4 separate regions of the Drosophila melanogaster genome follow, and regions 1, 2 and 4 are each linked to region 3. A link is a contact called in public Hi-C and targeted proximity ligation data. All regions are on one chromosome and are shown on one strand. The core of a region is the stretch at or near the end of the contact, and the rest is flanking DNA. Distances in the headings are between cores, read along the strand shown. Region 1 holds the start of CG40006. Region 2 holds the start of CG17493. Region 3 holds the start of RpL21 (Ribosomal protein L21). Region 4 holds the start of Slmap (Sarcolemma associated protein).

Region 1 (2,700 bases), core at 52-2,551, 510 kb after region 3:
GTAATACTAGACGAATTGAAATCCCGATTTCATTATATTTGGTTGATCTCGTTTTTAATGATTCAGGGAATATAATGTGATGAAATCAAATGCCAAACATTTTTACATAAAGTTTTTTAGGAACCGCGTACAATGTTTTTATATAAATATAAAATTTAATATAATTTAAACCAAATTACTATTCTAAAAAATCTTAGCAAGGTGAAATACACACCTTTTAAAATTGTTAGATTGAATTTAATTATGAATTTTAAATAATTTATTAATATTTAATAACCTGTATGGTTATCGATCAATATCCCCTTAAATTTTTTCACAAAAACTTTCGTTTTGCTTATATAAGCAAGGTCGTCGGTGCAATTTAAGGTCACCTTCGATCATTGTCGCCCTCTTCAACATACTATGCAACAGTAAGTCAAGCAATCGCACTTGTCTCACGACTCATATAAGGAAAGTAACATGTTTTAAATGTTTCAGTTTCTGGTTGTTTGGGTTTGCTTTATGGTCAAGTTCAGGGTCGAACGGAATCCGTAAGTAATTGATATATGTAATTTGTTCACGCTATTTTGTGGTTTGACAAGATAGTCAGCGAAATCAGAAATCCAAACTATGCCATTGTCGGCATTGCTTTTAATTTTATTCGCTTTTGGTATTTAACAATCAATGCAAAAACAAGCATAGAGTGCTATGCTAAACAACTTTAATGACTCTTTATCAGGTTTTTGTTGTCCCCCAAATGCGAACGATATAACGAAAATGTGTAAATTTAATCGAGAAAGCATAATTCTCTTTATTCATCAAAAACTCACGGGTAGGAACTCGATTCCGTTTGCCTTGGATTGGCTCGTTGAAAAAGCTGCTTAGTATGTCTATCGGATTCATTGAACGATTTGCCTTGAGACTTTTGCGGCGCTGGATTCGTTGCAGTGCTACCTGAGCGGCACAAGACACCGCAGGATCTGCGTCTGTGCTCAACCCAGATCCAGGGGTCACTGCTGACTGCCGCTGATTGCTGGCCTCTACGTCTCTTGATACTGAACTATATCGTCGCGCAAACATTTTGCTAAACTCCTTCATATTGGCTGTTTTTTTTTTTTTCAAATCATATATAGAGTTTAGTTTTTTTGTTTAAAATATTGGTCACTTTAGATTTTAGATTTTCTCTTCTGCCACGGCACTTAAAAACTTTTGTAAGCCTTTGCTGCTGCAGCTTCTTGTACATACGAGTACAATTTCTTTATCAAGGTATCTTTATCCCGTATCGCGTTGTCGCCCGTTCGCAAGCATTGCCCGCTTATGAATGAAAGCACGGGCGACATTAAATGTTCAGTATTATCATCAAAAGAGCGCAATCAGAAAGAGCGACAAAAGGAGAGGATCAGACAGAGAGCGCCCGCACTAACAGTCTAGGGTCGCGCGGATCGGCGCTCAGCTGTTGCATTGTTTTCTGCCGGTCTTCTGATCTAGGCATAAGCCAAAATTCAATAGTTATCTTAAAGCAAAACCAGTTTAAGGCTTTGTTGGAAGTTCACTGCTTGGCATGTCGTTGGAAAAGTACGATATCAGCTGGGTTTTGCTAAGAATTTATATTATATTGTTCTGTAAGTTTATTTGTGAAATTATAAATACCCTAAATTACTCTTTGTCCATTCGTGTCGTGTAGGATAGTAATTATGTACACTCACAAAAAAATGAGGCTTAAGTTAAGATTTAATCACATTAACAGAAGTCGAGCGCCTAAAAAATTAAATATCGGTACTGTGATAACGAAGTTTGCCACCAGTTGATATCAGTTAAAAAATTTCGTTGCATGGATGAAAATTTATTTATATATTTACATTTCATAACATCAGGCGTATTTACAAGCCTGATACTGTCATCAGTGTTTAGTATTATAATACTTAATCTACCTAACATTTTATGTATATCAATTCGTATTTACAGATACAACAATTTTTAGTTAAAAAAAATCGTTAAATATAGAGTTACGATGGACACAGGCATATTTGGAATTTTAATTGAGTTACGTAGGGGATAGATTATAGTCTGCATGCACATTTCCAATTCTCTTTTATTTTTGTATACAGTTACCGATATTCAAATTTAATTACACGAATTCAATGTGCATTATTATATGTAGCTTTGCTTTTAAACCCGACGAGAACATACTTATAATAAATATGTACCTTATGCGGTCGAAATGATGAATATTGCTGTTATGTAAATACTTATAATTTATAAAACTTACTATTTTACTAAATGAGTATCGCATCAAAATATTACCATGATGTCAACTCATTAATTACTAAGAAAAAATAATTCTTTATGGTTCCCATAAAACGTAAAAACTAAAAAATTCTTAGGGATTAATTTACAAAAAAAAATGTATTAAAAACTAAAGAGGAGGAATATTTTTGAAACGATATACAACGCTACAGCTACTGGATATATATAAAAAACTTATTAAATGGGCGTGGCCAAAATGCTTTTGGCATATCGATAAAAATTACCCGTTACTCGCCAAGTGGAAATGCGAACGCATAATTTCATCATTTGCCTGGGGGATATCGGTATATGTATATTATGGAATAAGATGAGAAAAAAAAACTAAAAATTGCTAAAATGAGTCGAGACCGCTTTGGTAGTTAGTTAGTGAAAATGAGGGGCGTGTCCAAGGTGTTTGTTTTTTTTTTTTTGGTA
Region 2 (2,707 bases), core at 130-2,629, 300 kb after region 3:
AATATTCATTTGAGGCTTCCACCAAAGACACTAGAGTCTTTGCTTGCACGGTGCTTCATTCAAAAACGAACTATTCGTTTCGCACAGCTGTTTGCTACACTAGTACCAAAGACACTAGAATAACAAGATGCGTAACGGCCATACATTGGTTTGGCACTATGCAGCCACTTTTTTGGTGACGGCCAAAATTGCTCTCTTTCCGCTCGCTCACGCTGAGAACATAAGAAATCTAAAAATAGAATTTGCTTGCTTGTGTGAGTAAAAACAAGAGACGAGAACGCGTATATGTGTGCGTGTTGTGCTAGAAGACGATTTTCGGGCCGAAATTAATTCTGATCAAAGAAATGAATTTACATTGTACATATTAGGGTAGTTTTTTGCCAATTTCGTAGCAATATGATGAAATAAAATAATTTTTAAAAATTCGCGCCCTTCTTATTATAATTTTAAAATTTTAATTTTAATTTTAAAATTTTTTAATTTTAAAGCTTTTTAAATTCGTTTGTTAAAATCGCCGCTCGAATTAGCTACCGTTTACACATTTATATTTATGTTCAATTCTAATTTGTCTCTCATCTGACAATTTTTTAAAAGCAAAATTTTTTTTTGAAACACTTTTAATGTTAATATTACATCATTTTAAGTCAAATGACTTAATAAATATACTAATTAATTAAAGGAAAAACAATAGAAATTATTATAACTACTGTAATTTCATAAATTTCATTAAAATATAATAACTAGAATTATTCTAGTGTCTTTGCTTTGTTCATATCTTGAGGCACGAAGTGCGGACACAAGCACTCAACAATCATTGCCTTATTAATTTTTCACACGCCTCAAGATGAATACTCTAATGACAAATATTCTTACATAAAGTCATTTTTGAAAATTTTTTTTGTGATAATATGTACATAGATTTGGCTATTTCTATTCTATTTTCAAATAATAATAACGTTAAGGCAATGCAAAACAAGAATTTTTCGCATGGTGCCAATTGATCAAAAATAATATAGATTTAAAGTCAAAGAACTTTGATGGTGAAGGGCATATTTTGTCAAATTTACAATGCATGAGCATACGTGTGCACACATAAAGTTGTCTGCTATCACTGTATGCGTAGAAAAGAGCGGTTCGCTGTAGCGCTCTTCGCTCTCTCGCTCTCTAACAAAAATTCGAGAGAGCCTGGAGCCACCTCTAGAGCCACGGCCAAAAAATTGTGTGCCAAAAAATCGTATGGCGTTACGCATCTTGTTATTCTAGTGTCTTTGCTAGTACGATAGATTGCTGGTTCATAATTGTACTCAATTTTAAGTGTCTTTACTGCTTTTACTTTGCTTTTGTGCAAATATATGTGTAGATGTTTCACAAGTGTGAACAGGCCTTAAACATTGTGTTTTTCTGGCATTCTAGTCGGCTTTATTTGAGCTGTTTCACAAACGAAAGATATGGCTTTCTTGTAATCGTGAACCGTAAACTTGTGTGTTGCGCTAGGAATAGGGTGGGCTGTGTAGAGCTCTTCATGTTTATATATATTATAACAAAAATAGGAGCATCCGACAAATCAACCCTCACTCGTATAGTCTATGCGACGTATATCAAGAACTTATACCAACATCTGAAATTACGTGAGTTTCAAATATAACTGAGGCATGCACAAAATTATAAACGTTAATCCCAATTTAAGCCAATCGATTAATGGAGCAAAACTCAACTGCGGCTGGCAACGCCAACCCTGCTACAGTTCCTGCCAAAAGGGGTACGCAACAAGGTCGCAAGAAGTCTGGCCCCAAGTTCGAACTGTCTGAGGCCCAAAAATGCGACATTAAGGAGGCCTTTGATCTATTTGACAACGAAGGCACGGGTTACATTGAGGTAAAGGAACTTAAGGTGGCCATTAGGGCTCTGGGATTCGAGCCAAAAAAGGAGGAGATTAAGAGGATGATTTCCGACATTGACAAGGACTGCAGTGGGCGCATTGCGTTTAACGTCTTTCTGCAACTGATGACTATAAAGATGGCCGAAAAGGACACTAAGGAAGAGATTCTTAAGGCTTTTCGGCTTTTTGATGATGATGACACTGGAAAAATTTCATTCAGAAATCTAAAGAGGGTGGCTCGTGAACTTGGTGAAACACTTACTGACGAGGAACTGCGAGAGATGATAGACGAAGCCGATTTGGACAATGACGGGGAGGTAAATCAAGAAGAATTTCTGCGAATCATGAAGAAGACTAGTTTGTATTAAAGAGCAGCGCTTAATCTTCATTTTAAAACACTTCGTGCGTTCCTGGTGCACTTAATGAAACATTCTCAAAATAATTTGCCGTTTTAAGTCATCAATTATAAATGTAAGTTTTAGATATTTTAAAGTTTTACGTATGAGTATTACATCAAGAAATAATTGTTCAGCTCGTTTTGAATTTTAAACAAAAATACTTTTTCCCGATTTGCGATAAAAGGGCGTAGTAACATCAACTGCAAACATTTATAATATCAAATTTCATGATGGTGAATAGTAAAATTTAAAACAAAATGTAAGGGAACTAATTATTGGTATATGTTACTTGAATTAGGTCACAACGCTACTTTTTACAGCTTATTGTCTAAATCTAAGCAAGGTAAATAAATTCATACAATTTTTAGATAAGAAGGTACAATATCACATCGTCCACAAGTAAATTGCAATGCTTATATCAGAAATGTTA
Region 3 (2,700 bases), core at 146-2,645:
GCTCCAAAATTAACACCAGGATCGAGGACGAAAGTAGTCCAGATACATTTTAATGGTGGAGTATTACGAAAAAATTCTTTCATAAACCAATTAAATACAGCTGATCTTTCAATTCCGATCTGAGACGACGTTGTTTTTGCTAACGCACACAAATTAAACAATTTTAGTTTTGATGGATGTCGATCAACTTCAGAGCTTCAAAACAACCTATGGGAGAGCATGACGGAGATCACGATATGGTTGGCGTATGTGGCACTGAAAGGCCACAAGCCTGATGCAAAATGTAGAAAAGGCCAAACCACAGCAGCAATTGTCAAGACTTGGCTCGTCTGGAAATGCCCTCACGTATATATTACTCCAGCACTGTCCGCAGACATAAATGTAATCAAATATTCGCCGTAGCCTTGAGGACGGATTTGATTTTATCTTTCTTAGTCTAGCAGCAATTTCGCAACTGCGAGAAACAATCTGTGAGCTACTGTGGTTTGAGTGAATAAATGTTTATAAATAAACAAGTCGAGAACATTTTACTCAAAATGGTAGGTAATTAGTATCAAATGACTTTGAACATAAAAACCTTTCAATAATAAGCAGACGTTGTCGCTGATCAAAACTTTAGTTGGACGCCGACCTTATTGCAAAATGAAAATTACAAAGTCTGTTTATATTGGGCACATTTTTTTTGTTTACTGAAATTATATCAAATATTATTTCATTCCGTACAATTTCCGAGCAGTAAAATGCCTTTAGGCAATGAATTCGTATGGAATCGGGGCCAGAGCAATCGGTTCTTCAAGTTTCTTAACAAAGTGCGCCTTCTTCGGCTGTTCCGGCTGGCGCTTCAGACTGACCCATTGTCCCTTTTCCTTCGCCTCCTTCAGCAATCGCTCATTTTCCTTTACGCGGCGCAAAAAATCTTCGCGGCACTTGGAGTGGTGGATGTGCTCAATGCGCACATTGACCCGCTTAGCAAGGATTTTGCCTCTTACGCGTTTGTTTACTATTACACCAACGGCGTGCTGAGTCACATTGAATATGCGCCCGGTTTTGCCATGATATGCCTTATAGGGCAAACCCTTCTGTACAGCACCATGTCCCTTAATGTCAACGATGTCGCCGATCTTGAAAACCCGCATGTATGTGGACAACGGAATAACTCCATGCTTTCGGAAGGGACGGGAAAACATGTCCCGTGTGCCGCGACGATAGCCCTTTGAGTTGGTCATTTTTATTTATAATCCCCTATAAAAAAGAGGCTTATTAGATCTTTTTCAAGTCATAATGAAGAAATATTCAACAAAACTCGTTGAACTTACGTCCACGCGGTCGTATAGTTGAGAAAAGAAAGAAAGATGGCTACTTGAATAGCGTTGCCACTGATAGCAATTAAGAGTTTAGAAACTAAATATTATGTACCGTCCACACTAAGTTACACAATAAGCTTAATCTTTTAAGAGAAGCAAAATAGTCCCAAGTCTGAATATTTGGTATTAATAAGGATTTAATGCAATATTTATGTAATACATATATTTACATTATATAAAAACATTATATATAAAATTGCACTACATACAAATGTCTAGATACAAATAATCGCTGAGAGAAGTGTTCAACTCCAAGACGTTAATATGCGCTATGGGAATAATTTGTGATTTAAGCGAATTTGTTGATACAATTTTGAAGATACATATAACCTTAAGGAAGATAAAGTCCTGCCCCATTTAATAATTTTAATTTTCAGGAACCGTTCTGCCTAAGTCTTTACTACCGTGGGACTTACTCAGTATTAATTTGCTCCCTTTTAAGAAAAGTCATTCATGATCTGATAATCGTAATTTTTTTCGAATTCGATTTAGCCAAAATCTTTTGATTTCTTTTTTAGGTGCTCTGCTTTTGGAAAATTTGTTCTATAGTTTGGATATCGCAATATGCATTCAGCGGTAAACAGCTGTTTAAGCTGTTCCAGACAACATAGCTGCCACATATTTCATAGTTTTAATTACGATGTCCGCAATTTCTTTTTTGTGGCACTTTGACCACTTAAGTAATTAAATCAAATAGAATTATTTACAAACAACACTATTGGCTCTCCTTTAAATAAATTAATGAATTCCTTCTATATATTTTATATGCCTGTTTCGTTTCACCAACAATGTTTGACCCCTTGACAAATCCAAACTTTTGTTGCCGACATCAAAATTTTGTTAGTCAAATCTGAAGTGGCGTCAGCAATAAAAATTTTATTAAATAAATTAGTGGCAGAATGATCTTGTTATGATGTGCAATAAGCATCAATAGACCACTGAGTAAACTATTTCTTCTCTTGAGTAAATAAGTTCTGTTTTAATATGAAAAAAGGCATTTACTTTTCATTTCGTGTGTCCGCTTTACATATCGAAAAAATCGTAAAAAAAAAACCGAATAATAATTAATAATTAATTTTATAAAAGCCACTCATATAAATATTTAACAGCATATATGTACATGCCACACTGTTCATTTCTTAGCGTAATGAAATAGTTTAATAAGAAATATATGAATCTATATAGGCGAGATCCGCATAATTCATCGTCATAGGATAAATTGTTTTTTTTTTTTCTGGAATCTAATTTCAAAGATTGTAGTAGTTTCAGCGCGAAACATCGATGTTTTTCACAAAAATCGTGGATGTAACATCGAAGTTTTCCGATGTTCTCTAAA
Region 4 (2,764 bases), core at 163-2,662, 330 kb after region 3:
CACTCTAACGCCCTAAAACCTCCCAAAAATGCCGCGCAAAACACACATTTTTAAACCTTTTTTCGATATTTTTTTCATAATTCTATTAGTCGCTAAAATTTATATCGATATGCCAAAAACTTTTTACACGCCTACTCTAACGACCAAAAGCCGTCAACCCGGTCACGCCCACAATTTTGAACAATTTGTAAACTTTAACCGTTGCATGCTCTAAAGGTTAAAGTATTGCCTTCAAATCCTCGAAAATGAATATTTTATTCGATATTTACGGCAATAACCAACCCTTTGAGAGTGTTCAGTCAAAGACACTACAATAATTCTTTATTATTCTAGAGACTTTGGTTCAGTAGAACAGTTGCGATAGCAACCTTTGTAATCAAAAATCGTTTCAGCAGGTAAAACGCGCCATTCCAACTGGATTTTCTATACATATATATTTTATTTTCTATAACCTATTTCTATTGTTTCAAACTATATGGGCGTTCATCAATTACTGTGCGGATTAAGTTTGCAATGTTTTCAGAAAAATAAGTTGTTTCGTCGAAATCCGAATCCGCGCAAGTCTGAGCCAATGTAGTAGCGTAGAGCACTTGTTTTCGATTCGTCAACGTTTCATTATTTTGTCAATAAATGACAGAATTGACTGCTGTTGCCTTTGTGGCAATTCACTGACTGTTAAATTAATATGTATCCTCATTACGTGGCAAGACAAGTTAGTATTATTCGCACTTGTTTGGTGTCTTGCCCCACTTAATACATTTGTCTGTCTTGCCATTAGCCGATTAGCTTAGCAAGATCTTTCCCTGCAAATGGTGATGGGTAAAACAGAAAAATCTAACATCGATGTCCGAAAATTTCGATGTTTCCGATTTTTTTTTAAATATCTATGTAGCGCTATCTCCGATGTTTCTTCCAGCTCTATTTTGTAGTTTGCGAGATCACAGCCTTCAGTCAGACAGACCGGACCTGATCGAATAGTGTTTATGATCAGGAGTACACTATACTTTAAGGTTCGGAAACACATTTTTATGCCGACTACAAACATACCCTTAACCTTTCTAGCATACGACATTGCTCTAAAACATTTTAAAATTCCGAAATCTCCTTTCTTATTATAACAATTTTAGAAAATTATTTGTTTCTTTTTATTGGAAATGTAATTGCAGAACATTTGTATGCCGACTACAAACATACTCTTAACCTTTCTAGCATACGACATTGCTCTAAAACATTTTAAAATTCTTAAATCTTATTTCTTATAAAAATTTTAGAAAATTATTGTTTGTATTTATTGGAAATGAAATTGCAGAATGGAATGGTTCTATCGTTGCATGTCAACATAGAAACTGGTATATGGTATATAAACTGGTATATTGTATATTATTATATACAATAATGCTTAGCGCTTTTTTCATCGTTCCGTGTTCATCACCAGTTGATTGTCGCTATTTTGACGGAAATATTTTAAGTATGCACACAAATTTACCGCGAAACCAGGTGTTTTTGTACAACAATTGTTCAAAGTTAAAGAAAACTAAAAAACACGGGTAGAAGGTTGCAACAATTAATACAGGAAAATTACAAAATTCCAAGGTAAGCCAAGCGTGCATTGTAAAATAAAGGTAAAAACGTTGCGCAATATCAAACATTTATATTATTGCGAATTTAATGTTCTTGAACTTAAGCGGTCCTCCCCGTACCATATAATTTATTTTTAAATCAAAAAAGTAAACAATTTCCAACCGTTCCAAACATTTTTAATGCCTGGTTTAAGTTGTCGTAATTAATCGGCACATCCTTAACTCGAAAATTGCTTAATTCATAAGAATGACCAACTAATGGCATAGTTTTTTGTTTACAATAATTCTTGAAAACATTGCTATTGAACGTACATATTTTTGTATCAAATGCAAATTCATTCTGTATGTATGTATGTATGTATGTATGCATTTACATATGTGTGTATATCTTATGTGGTCGGAAACCTTTTCAAATTTTCATCGGGAAAAGACAAATTTTATAGTTACATTAAATTAAAGCAGGCCTTTAAAATTTGGATTCATTGTCAATGTTTCGGCTAGTCGGATTTGTCAAACAGCAGCCACTCGTGTATTACTAATTACTAACTTGTTAATCCGCTTTTGTTCTCGTATCCCCAAAGGTTTGTTTGGATGTAAAGTAATGGTCTTGGTGTGCAATGAGTGGTTAAAAAATAATGTTGATGAAGACCAGACGTCAAGTTCATTATCGCCGACGCCAGCATCAGGAGCAGTCGGATCAACGGCATTAAACAGAACTGGCACAACCGACACGGCCACGGAATTACCTCAGACGACCAGATATCCATCCGGGGAAGAACCTGCTGTGAAGCCAGAGGAGGCGCAATACGCTTTAAACATGGAAACTGAAAAAAATTTGGAGCAGGACAATTTCTTTCATATAATGGACATAAAAGAAGATATGGCTGATAGTAACAACGAGGCGTCCACGAAGAACCAGGAAAATAATAATATGGAACTTTGTGATTCCAACACAGTATGTATTGACCGACGTCCGGCTGAAGTTTCCCAGCATGCTATGAATATGGCCATGAACTCTGTGCTGAATGCAAATAACACCGGGGTTGGAGTTCGAGTAACTACTGCCTGCAGTCTGTTTAGCCCACTAGGAGTACTAAACAATAGTGCTTTACAAAGGGAGGTGGCATCGGAATGCGGCACTTTACAAGTCTCTTCAGTGCCCCCAACTTCTGGCGTAGATCTAG

What was found. A called contact is a pair of places that touch in the nucleus more often than the background predicts.
Region 1: a contact with region 3 is called in a Hi-C map of the Kc167 cell line, with 2.9 times the contacts expected there. A contact is called at or near these places in 1 of 107 Hi-C or Micro-C datasets (the Kc167 cell line) and 1 of 7 datasets of targeted methods (the Kc167 cell line).
Region 2: a targeted proximity ligation map of the Kc167 cell line shows a contact between it and region 3, with 7 times the contacts expected there. A contact is called at or near these places in 2 of 107 Hi-C or Micro-C datasets (both in the S2 cell line) and 1 of 7 datasets of targeted methods (the Kc167 cell line).
Region 4: a targeted proximity ligation map of the Kc167 cell line shows a contact between it and region 3, with 4 times the contacts expected there. A contact is called at or near these places in 2 of 107 Hi-C or Micro-C datasets (both in the Kc167 cell line) and 2 of 7 datasets of targeted methods (both in the Kc167 cell line).

What each region holds. Positions count from the first base shown.
Region 1 is chr2L:22,755,048-22,757,747 of dm6, forward strand. It overlaps CG40006, which reads right to left and starts at 1,302. Exons shown (of 10, transcript NM_001042936.1): 1 at 810-1,302. The coding sequence starts at 1,077.
Region 2 is chr2L:22,548,861-22,551,567 of dm6, forward strand. It overlaps CG17493, which reads left to right and starts at 1,380. Exons shown (of 2, transcript NM_001273764.1): 1 at 1,380-1,628; 2 at 1,688-2,707. The coding sequence starts at 1,699. The coding sequence ends at 2,247.
Region 3 is chr2L:22,246,480-22,249,179 of dm6, forward strand. RpL21 (Ribosomal protein L21) reads right to left here and starts at 1,396. Exons shown (of 2, transcript NM_001299204.1): 1 at 1,317-1,396; 2 at 667-1,242. The coding sequence starts at 1,226. The coding sequence ends at 747. It overlaps Nubpl (NUBP iron-sulfur cluster assembly factor, mitochondrial), which reads left to right. Exons shown (of 2, transcript NM_001273759.1): 2 at 1-509.
Region 4 is chr2L:22,577,660-22,580,423 of dm6, forward strand. Slmap (Sarcolemma associated protein) reads left to right here and starts at 1,413. Exons shown (of 4, transcript NM_001042934.2): 1 at 1,413-1,593; 2 at 2,162-2,764. The coding sequence starts at 2,182.